Regions from separate parts of the Mus musculus genome. Here all the other regions are linked to region 2. Evidence: chromatin contacts called from public Hi-C and HiChIP or PLAC-seq data. All regions are on one chromosome and are shown on one strand. The core of a region is the stretch at or near the end of the contact, and the rest is flanking DNA. Distances in the headings are between cores, read along the strand shown. Region 1 holds the start of Ror2 (receptor tyrosine kinase-like orphan receptor 2). Region 2 overlaps Ror2 (receptor tyrosine kinase-like orphan receptor 2). Region 3 overlaps Ror2 (receptor tyrosine kinase-like orphan receptor 2).

Region 1 (3,012 bases), core at 428-2,927, 110 kb after region 2:
AGCTACACCTCAAGACACCCCAAACCACAAGATTTGTAAGGGCCTGTGGCAAAGGCCAAAATCCCTATGGAGGCGACCAGTTTATAGCCCCTTAGTTTCAAAAGAATTTCTTGATGGTGGAGAAGGGGGAATTCTTGCGGGGCGGGCAGTTTGGTAATGACATTAATTTAAGATACAGGGCACTCTCATTCTGCAATCAGCGGTTCCTGCTTTCGGGGATAGGTGTATCAATGCAAATCAAGAGATCAGAAACGGTAAATACCATCAGCATCGGTTTAAACCCAAACGCCCTCCTGGAAGGTTGCTCAGCATTTCCTTCCTTCTTTGGACCCGACACAAGAAAGCGCCCCCGCACAGCAGGACTTGGAAAGATCCCCAAGTCCTGCTGCCTGACTCTGCCCCTTAACTCTCACCTGCTTGCGGGAACACTGGGGGGCTGGGGAACACTGAAGTCACTGTCCCAGTAGGGCGCGTCTCACGCAGCTCAGAAACTTAGGGCAAACCTCAAGAGTCCCTGACCCTCCTGGGCCCGGAGGCCGTGCCTACCTTCAGCCGAGCCAACAGGCCGCGGGGATTCGGGCCACAGACCTGACGGCCAGTAGGTGCTCTAGGGTTTGCACTGGGAGGATCATCGCCTCTTCCTCCTCCGGCCACCACAGTCATTTCTACCCAGGTATCCTCCAAAAACACGTCTGTGCTCCTTGACAGGGTCTCCTGAGCCCTGATCAAGCCCACACAGAATCCTCCAGAGGTGGAAGAAACGCTCGAGAAAACACTACGAGGACAGGGGGAAGGGCACTTCCCCTTCAGCCTCGCAAATCAAATCCCGGGGCCAAGCCCCCAGCTAAGCAGGACCCACCAAACACCACTTTGGCCACCAATTTCAACAAAAGGGAAGCCAAGACCTTCGATCGTGCGTTCCCCACTGCCCCGGGGAAAAAAAAGACTAACTCAGGACCGCATCTGCCCCGGAGGCAGACAAGGTTCAAGGGATGCATGTGGACTGGAACGGCGGTGACCTGGGAAGAAACGATGGAGTCCAGGTCTTGGGTCACACAGAGCACGTCTACCGGTGCACATCTCGACTGTGATGTACTTAAGAAAAGCTCCCGGCCGCTGCCCACCCCGGCCTCTGGAAACACTTAGTGGTCCCTAGAGCGCAGCTCATTGGAACCAGCCCCAGGCGACTGAGGGCACGGGCCCAAGCTGGCGCCGAGCGCGCGAAGCATGGCCTTGCCTGGCGCCCCTCGATCGAGAGCACCGGCGCCCGCGCGGCGGCCGAGAGAGTGGTGGAAGAGCGGGCAATGCTCGGAGGGCGCACGCAGGGTCCTTACCTGCCGTCCAGGGTGTCCAGAGCAGGAGCGCCGCAGCCGTCCAGACGGCCCGGGCGCACAGAGGCACACGGCTCGGCCGCACCCAGCCCCGAGCCATGCTGCGGGCCGTGGGTGCCCGGTCGCCTACCGCGCGCTCGGCCTTTGGGCTTCGGGCCGGGGCGCCTCAACCCCTCCCCGCCACGCGTCCGCTTCTTCCTTCCTCGCGCTTCGCAGGCTGGTCCCCTTCGAGGGCCACTCTGGTGTCCCTTTTTCCCTGCCCCGATGCACCGATTCACTGCAGAGACTCTGGGGCTCGGGCACGGGCGTCCCGCCGGCCGCCGGGAAGAGCACAGGGGGGGCGGAACGCGGGCGGGCGCGCAGGAGGCAGGGTCCCCAGCTCGCCCGCCCCGATGGGCAGAGAGGCCGGCGCCGGCGCCCTCTGCCGGAGTGACTCAAGGGCAGCGACCCGAGTGAGCGGGAAGGAGCCGGGTCCGCCCCTGCGTCCAGGGAGCCGCCTGCAGCACCCGCCCTCCCGCCAGCGCCTCCGGGACTTCTAGGCACAAAGGTGGAGCCTCCGGTTCATCTGCTCTTGCAGCAGTGTTGCCACCCACCATCAGAAGCCTGGAAACTTGGGGACCTGGACCACACAAATCATTAACTAGGCGTCCCTTGATGAAGCCCCACGAGGGGAATTCAGTTGTCAGTTCTTCGAAATCCTGGGCCCAAAGTGAGAGATGAGGTATGGTCTTCGAACACAGATTTTCCAGAATATAGCCGGCTGCGTCCCCATGGGCGTCCTGCCAAGCCCCTTGGGAGGATCAGGACCCTCCGGGAATCTAGCAAAAAGTCAGCACACGCCCCATTAATGAGGGTAGTAGGATGGGAGCCAACCAAGGCTATGACAACAGCCAGCACACATCAGGGAAGTGAAGGGTCCTGGGGCAGAGCTTGAGCGAGGGGTCCTGGAGTATCCCAAGAACACACTGGAGACCAGGGCGTCGACAATGTATGTGTTAACGTGTATTTTCCTAATGAATGTTATGTGCCTTTGCACGGTAGTATCTTTCCTTTGTTCACCAACAGCCTAAACTTCTTCTGGGAAATATCACTTCAAATATTTGAAAGGAGGAGGCTGGGAGTTTAATTCAAGGTCTTCTACATATTAGGCAAACAGTTTGATCTACATCCCCAGCCTTTGTTGTTGCTGCTTTGAGATGTGCTCATTTTTATTTTACATGCATGTGTGAGTACCTGCGTGCATGGCTGTGACCTAGATGTGTGCAGTGACAGAGGAGGTCAGAAGAGGGCTTTACATCCCCTTAAGCTAAGGTTGCAGATGATTGTGAGCTTCGTTGGGAGTGCTGGGGACTGAACCAGGGTCCTCTGCAAGAGCAGTCGGTGCTCTTAACTGCTGAGCCAGCTGTCTCTCCAGCCCCGGCAGCATCACTCCTCTTTGACAGGGTGTTGCCAAGGACCAAGGTTGGTCTTATTTGGTTCAGTTGTTTTCATTGTTGTTGATGTTGTTTTTAAACAGAGGTACATGAATCCTAGACTAACTTCAAAGTTGTTATGTAGCCAAAGATAACCTCGAGTGTACCCTGCCTTTGCCTCCTGAGCGCTTGGATTGCAGGCATGTGCAGATGGTGCTGGAGACTGAGCCCAGAACCTCTCGAATGTTAGGCAAGCACTCACCCACGAA
Region 2 (3,044 bases), core at 524-3,023:
GGGAAGTGGAGTAACACAAGGTCACCCATAGAACTCAGACAGATACCAGGGCTGTCCTCCTGGACTTCCCGGGCCTCTCTGTGTGCTCTAAGGAGGGGCCAGAACTCCATTCACAGAGGTGTGGAGCAAGCTAAAGAATCATGAGTGAGAGAGCGAGGGCAGAGCTGTGACACACCAGACATAGGCGATGCTTTCTGTCAGCCGCTGGGAGTACCCCAAGGAGACCTGCACAAGATAAGGCCCATTAAATTTCAGGATGGGGCCCTGCCCTTCAAGGATTTATAGGCAGTTAACAGTTACAGAGGGAGGGCTTATGAAGCCGTACCCCTTCCCAAATATACAGGCTGTTATCAATCACTGGGGGGAAAGAATTTTTTTTTCTCCAGTAGTTTAGCCACTCAGCTGTGCAAGCTCCTGCAAGTAACCCCGGTTAAACTGGCTGGTTCACCAAGCCGCTCTGGGGTAGAATTGTTACATTGTTTCTATCTCTGTACCCTTTCTGGAGTAGGTAGCCGTTGTTCATTTCTCCTGGGGGAGGAGGGTGTCCTTCACCCGGCCAATTATAATTGTTCTTGAGCCTAGCTTCTTTAAAATTAAGATGGGAAGAAAACTCAACAACCGTTGCGTGAGCAAACTAGACTATGGTGAGTCTGTTCTTTTAAATCTTAAAAAAAACCGCAGCGAGACCTTGGAAGGCACGTGTATCAACTGACATCGGTGCTTTCAAGTTACTGTGGAGACAATGAACACTTTTGAGGAAAGAAACAGGAGGGGGTCTGGGTGGCTCAGTCATAAAGAGCATGTGTGGAAGTCTACCTTCAATCCTTCCATCCCCGGCTTCACAAGCTGCATGTTCACCACTCTTGCCTTCCTAGCATGGGGGGGGGGGGGGGGGGGGGAAGCAGGAAGATCAGAGAAGTTCAGGGTCCTCTTCCTACCAGTAGGGAGTTCAAGACTAACCTAGCTTACCAAGAATTGGGTAAAACACTGGGCTGGGGTTCTGTGGGTCCCCTCCCTCCTGCTGCAGGGCCCTTGGATCAGGCAGTGGGCCATACAGCCATCTATGCCTTAAAAAAATAACATGCTACTCCAGGGTCATGGGACTAGTAAAATGCTCGGGACTAGTAAAATGCTCGACCTGTTTCTTTTTTTATATAGTGGGTACTTGTGGGAGATGAAGACTACAAAGTAGCCTATTGGGTATCCCTACCTCAGGCTCAGACTCCAGTAACAGATCTCCACTGTGAAGCCCCCAGAGAGGTTCTGAGGAGCCACCACAGCCTGAATGGCCTACAACAAGCACTATGTCAACCTAACACAGCTAGGTCCAGCAAGTCAGGACAAGCTTCCCCTCGGATGGATTCATATGTCTTAGAAGAGACTGTTATTATCACATGGAGCTAGAGAAGGGTCTCTGCTCCCTGTGCCAAGCCTTGGAGAGCCAGTGTTCTGCACATTCCACTCCAGGAGGGCAGGCCTCTTGTGGGCCACAATAGTTCAGGCAGCGAACCCCAGAGCCAACCTGCTATGTTCATGAGCTCGGAAGGCAAACACCTTGTCCACCACCCACCAACAGGGATGCCCTTGACCGAGCAGTTCCAAGGCCATTGCATAAAGATGAGGCTCTCATCTGGTATCCATGGTAACAGAAAGAGAGTCAAAGCTGGGTTTGAAGATCTTGATTAAAATTTACTTAGAGGGTAGAAGCTAAAGAGCAATGTCCCAGCGCAGGAGGAAGGGAAGGGGCCATGGGCTATTTGAGCCTCTCCAGGTTTTGTTTATAGCTGTTCCAGACTAAAATCCTCAGGTGGGGGTGGGGAGCCTCCTAGCCCTCCCTCCCGCCCCCGGGGTGCAATTGACAAAGCATTTCCTTTTCTCCAAGGCCAGGGCAGGATCACAAGAGCTTTTGCTGTTCTCAGCCCATGTTTGTTTTTGTAGTTTCTGCCAAGTTAAATCAATCCCGCTTGTGGCCGCGTTCAAAACTCGCGACTCGCTCGAACAGCCTCAGCCTTTGACTCCTTTCCAAGAACAGAGAGCGATGTTCGTATAGGTTTCACATGGCTGGAGATCAAATCCTCTAATTACTCAAATCTGTGTCACAGAAGTGCACATTAGCCACTTGCAAGATGACAGATTGCCATTATCTGATACGCCTGGCTAAAGCTCTTCCTTCCACTCGGAGGGAGCTTTTGCTTGCAACTGCACAACCTTGTCGTATGCCACGCACACCTCCCAGAGCTACAATCCGAGCCTCTATCCACCACTACAACCTGCCTGTACACAGCCGAGCCTTTTTCACAAAGCCCCTGCCGCCTCCTGGACCCAAGGTGCTGGCTGAAACCCTTAAGGTCCGATGCCAGGGCTTACAACGATGGAATCATTCTTAACAGAATCTTCTGGAATGCGAAGGGCAAGAGAAGTCCTGTGACTCTCTGTAGGAGGGATGAGTGCTGCCTTGAGACAGCCGGCACAGTAGCTTAATGGTGCATCTGTAAGGAGCCAGCTTGTGGGATTGCGGGTCCAGCTATTGGCCAAAAGGGTTAGAAATACAAATGCAAGCGGAAAGATCTCTCTGGTGCTACTTTCCTCAATTTGATGGGATGGAGAACCTGGGATAAAGACTCTGGATATGCCTAATGATGAATATCTAGATAGGTTACTAAAGTGGGAGGCCTGTCCACTATGGGCAGCACAATTCCGTAGGCTGTGGTCTTAGACTAAGTAAAAAGAAGTGAGCTGAGAACCTCCCCACCCCTCACCTGTTCCTGAGTGAAGATACCACGTGACCAGCAGCCTCCTCCGGATTCTACTGTTGTGTTTTATGAAAGAGGGAAAGAGCCACGAATGTGTTTGGTGGAGGTGCGGTATGGTGAAGTGGAAAGGGGTTCCTCTGCTGGCCCATGCTAAAACATCCCTTCCCCCTGAGGTACCAGCCATAGACTGATTAGTAGAGAATAGAGTTTATTTAGGGCATGAGAAAGAGAGTTGGGAAGGAAGGAGAGTCAGAGAGAGAGAGACAAAGAGAGAGAGACAGAGAGAGAGAG
Region 3 (3,124 bases), core at 586-3,085, 84 kb after region 2:
GACAGAGACGGGGAAAGTGTATGCGCAACACACACACTCCACACACACACTCCACACTCCACACTCCACACACACACACACACACACACACACACACACACACACACACACACTCCACTCCCAGTGAACCATTTCCTCTGTCAAGGCTCTACCTCCAAAAATTCCCACAACCTTCCTAAACAGTAACTACCACCAGCTAGGGACCAAGTGTTCAAGCATGTGTGCCTATGGGGGACACTTCACTTTCAAACATTGCCCATGTGGCAGAGAAGGTAGAAACCAAGGTGCAGCGGTCACTGTCTCACTCAAGGTCATGAAAGCTGGGAACTGCGACTACCACATGCTGCTCCCAGAAACACCTGGTGTTCAGGAGTCACCCCTTCTAGAAGGAATCTGTCTCCTTCCCTGGCCTTCAGGAGCTCAGTGCCTCTCCATCCCCCACCCCCATGGAGAGAGAGAATGAATATGCGCAGAGCTGCCTGTCTGCCTGCCTAATCTCCCTATAGAATCCAGAATTGAGTGTTGGGTAATTCTCAGCACTGCTTTCTTAATTCTACTACAGCATCCACGAACAGTGCCTCTGAGAACATCTTTAAAAGCCTTCAGGAAGCCAGCGGCTCCTGGGGTCAATATGAAGTCACCTCTTGGCTGCACTCAGAGGAGCAACAGGAACAGAGGGAGGGGTGGCTATGGCTCAGGGCCAAGGCTGGCCTGATCTAATCATGGAAATTTGTTTCCTCAGCCACTAATCATTTTGGCCCCAGGAATTTTTCCATGTTCTTGCCAGGAGCACGAACCCCTGCGATAGGGGCTTGGGATGTGGCTCAATGGTAGAGCGTTAGTGCTCCCCAACACCACAAAAACAAAGAAACAAAGCCTGCAATAAATTACAAAGAGCCAAGAGTGGTGCCCAGCAAGCATCTTTGGAAGCAGAGGCAGGAGGATCTTAGTGAGTTCAGGGTTAGTCTGGACTACATAATGAGTTCTAGGCCAGCCAGAACTACATAGGGCAAGGAGTCCCTAGCTTTAAAAATAAAAGACAAATGTTTCATGTTTTCTCTTATGTGCAAAATCAAGATTATACAAATATGTGTGTGTGTGTGTGTGTGTGTGTGTGTGTGTGTGTGTGTGTGTATAAAATCAATGTAGAAGGCTGACTATTTGAGAAAAGGGTAGGGACCAAGGGAGAAGAGAGAACAGGAGGGCAATGGGGGTGATTACAGATAGACAATATACATATATGTTATCACAGTGAAACCTATGATATATATTTTAATACACATTAATGAACATGTATGAATAAAAATATGATATCCAATAAAAGGAGACTCTAACCATCTTGGCACCCATTTCAAGGTTTTACTGGGCTATAACCCTGAGAAAGACCCTGGGTCTCACTTACCCTTCAGCCTCCTCCTCCATTCCAACCTCCAACACCCCCTGAACTTCACGCACCTTCCATTAAAAATGAAAAGCCCCAAGAATTTCCAAGCATCGGCCAGCCAACCCCATCTGTTCCCACGATGGCCACTTCATTCCCCACTATGGTCACACAGACGCCAGGCTTCCAAACACGGACAGTGGCTGTGTTCGGAGCCCTCATCCGGGTCCTAACACTGGGATTTCTGAAAGGCGCTTCTATTTCGTAACTAAAAGAAACAGGATTTGGCAGGACCTCTTAGAGGATGCACAGTCTTTAGAGTGAGAACAAACTACTGCAGTCTCCCAAGAAGCCAACGAGGAAGAAAAACACGATCCTTTGCAAAATCCTTACAAAGTGCAGGCATCCAAAATGCTCGAGGATTCCCATCTGCTGTGGAAACGCTCTGCTCCTGCGACCAGGGCCAGCAACGCCAGTCAACAGACCTGGCCTCTCTTCCTAGCTCTCCAGCTTTGCCCCTTCATGGTGGCTCCAAAATTAATCCCCCTTGTTGACGTGTGTGTTGCTATCTGTCTCCCATCACCTTCCATTCAGGGAAGGTCATTTCTTTCTCCATGACCCTCCTGCCTCCTCCCCACTCCCTTCAACAGCTGGTGAGCAACACCACAGCTCAGCCACTGTGTGTCTGGCCCAGATTTCCAACTCCCAGCTTCCAGGGGAATCTCTGCTCTGTCTCCCCTGCTGTCATTTCGCCTTTATCCTGTTCCTAACATGTCTTCCATCTAAACTGCCCGGCCTAGGTCACCTACAAATCAACGGAGGAAAAATAAACTACAACAGACTGGAAAGGACAGAAAAGATTTGCAGAGAAACCACGTCCTCTCCCCTCCCCCCCAAGGCTGACTTGTGAAGGAAAGCACACGTCATGGACAGCCTGAGGCCGGGGACACACGCACTATGCAATGGGCAGAGAGGACCAGGTATCTTCACCAGGAATGGCCCCGTGGGCCACACAACCTTACACACTGGAAAGAAACTCCCTTGAAAGAGGAAAGAGTGAGTTACCAAGCAGATGTGGCACACCCTCAAAGACTCACTGAAGTCTGAAGTGTGGCTACCAACCTTGGTGGTATTAGATGTGACATCTATCGGAGGCAGGTCTAGTGGGAAAATGTGGGTCGATGGGGACATTCCCTCGAAGGACATGTTGGAACCCCACCCTTTCTCTCCCTGTCTTTGCTTCCCAGCCACCACGAGCAGCAGCAGCTTTCTCCACCATATCCTCCCTCGGTGATGCTCGCCCTCACTAGACACCCAAATGCAACAGAGCCAAAGGACCATGACTGACTCCACTCGCTCTGCCTTACAAACGGATCATCTTAGATAGTTTGTCATAGCAACAGAAAGCTGAGGTACCCAGGCCAGCTAGAAACACTAACAAGGCTTCGGTGGGACCCAGGCAGCAACACAGCCACCCCTCTCATACTCTCACCATTGTTTATTCATGGAGGGGGGGAGCTACCCTTCTGCCAGCATCATGGAGGCAGCCCAAGGACTCATAACTCACAGAAAGTGTAGGGAGTCATCTTCAACATAGGCTGGCACCCCTTTAACAACAGAATCAAAAGGACAATACAACTTGTGTATGGCTGTGAGAACCTGGAACAAGCCTGCAAGAAAACTCAGCGGGTAAAGGTTCCACATACATGTGCCATGGCACACTGAGATCACCACTCCACCACA

The links. A called contact is a pair of places that touch in the nucleus more often than the background predicts. HiChIP or PLAC-seq counts read pairs in DNA pulled down with a chosen protein or histone mark.
Region 1: a contact with region 2 is called in an H3K4me3 HiChIP or PLAC-seq map of craniofacial prominence, with 4 times the contacts expected there. The contact joins the promoter of Ror2 here to the enhancer-like site in region 2. A contact is called at or near these places in 8 of 39 promoter capture datasets (Sertoli cells, cranial neural crest, embryonic stem cells and 3 more), 1 of 15 datasets of contacts at CTCF or cohesin (embryonic stem cells), 10 of 484 Hi-C or Micro-C datasets (ECoMG myeloid progenitors, Sertoli cells, cranial neural crest and 4 more), 23 of 115 datasets of contacts at active chromatin or transcription factors (the NIH/3T3 cell line, craniofacial prominence, embryonic basal ganglia and 11 more) and 3 of 9 other capture datasets (adipose tissue, embryonic stem cells and pancreatic islet).
Region 3: a contact with region 2 is called in a Hi-C map of uterus, with 2.0 times the contacts expected there. The contact joins two enhancer-like sites. A contact is called at or near these places in 1 of 484 Hi-C or Micro-C datasets (uterus), 3 of 115 datasets of contacts at active chromatin or transcription factors (embryonic fibroblasts and embryonic stem cells) and 2 of 9 other capture datasets (adipose tissue and pancreatic islet).

What each region holds. Positions count from the first base shown.
Region 1 is chr13:53,284,447-53,287,458 of GRCm38.p6, forward strand. Ror2 (receptor tyrosine kinase-like orphan receptor 2) reads right to left here and starts at 1,678. Exons shown (of 9, transcript NM_013846.4): 1 at 1,335-1,678. The coding sequence starts at 1,431. It overlaps Gm33574 (a long non-coding RNA gene), which reads left to right and starts at 1,735. Exons shown (of 3, transcript XR_382385.4): 1 at 1,735-2,052.
Region 2 is chr13:53,176,813-53,179,856 of GRCm38.p6, forward strand. The region is part of intron 1 of Ror2 (receptor tyrosine kinase-like orphan receptor 2); the gene reads right to left. Among named protein-coding and RNA genes, the nearest start is that of Gm52058, 8.6 kb to the left of the region's middle. Within about 2 kb of position 1,774, at least 41 of the 459 cell types and tissues checked have an H3K27ac peak or open chromatin away from gene starts, as enhancers often do. A contact at or near this core is called in Sertoli cells, craniofacial prominence, neural progenitor cells and 2 more, where this site is marked.
Region 3 is chr13:53,260,891-53,264,014 of GRCm38.p6, forward strand. All of the region lies in intron 1 of Ror2 (receptor tyrosine kinase-like orphan receptor 2), which reads right to left. Among named protein-coding and RNA genes, the nearest start is that of Ror2, 24 kb to the right of the region's middle. Within about 2 kb of position 1,836, at least 28 of the 459 cell types and tissues checked have an H3K27ac peak or open chromatin away from gene starts, as enhancers often do. A contact at or near this core is called in uterus, where this site is marked.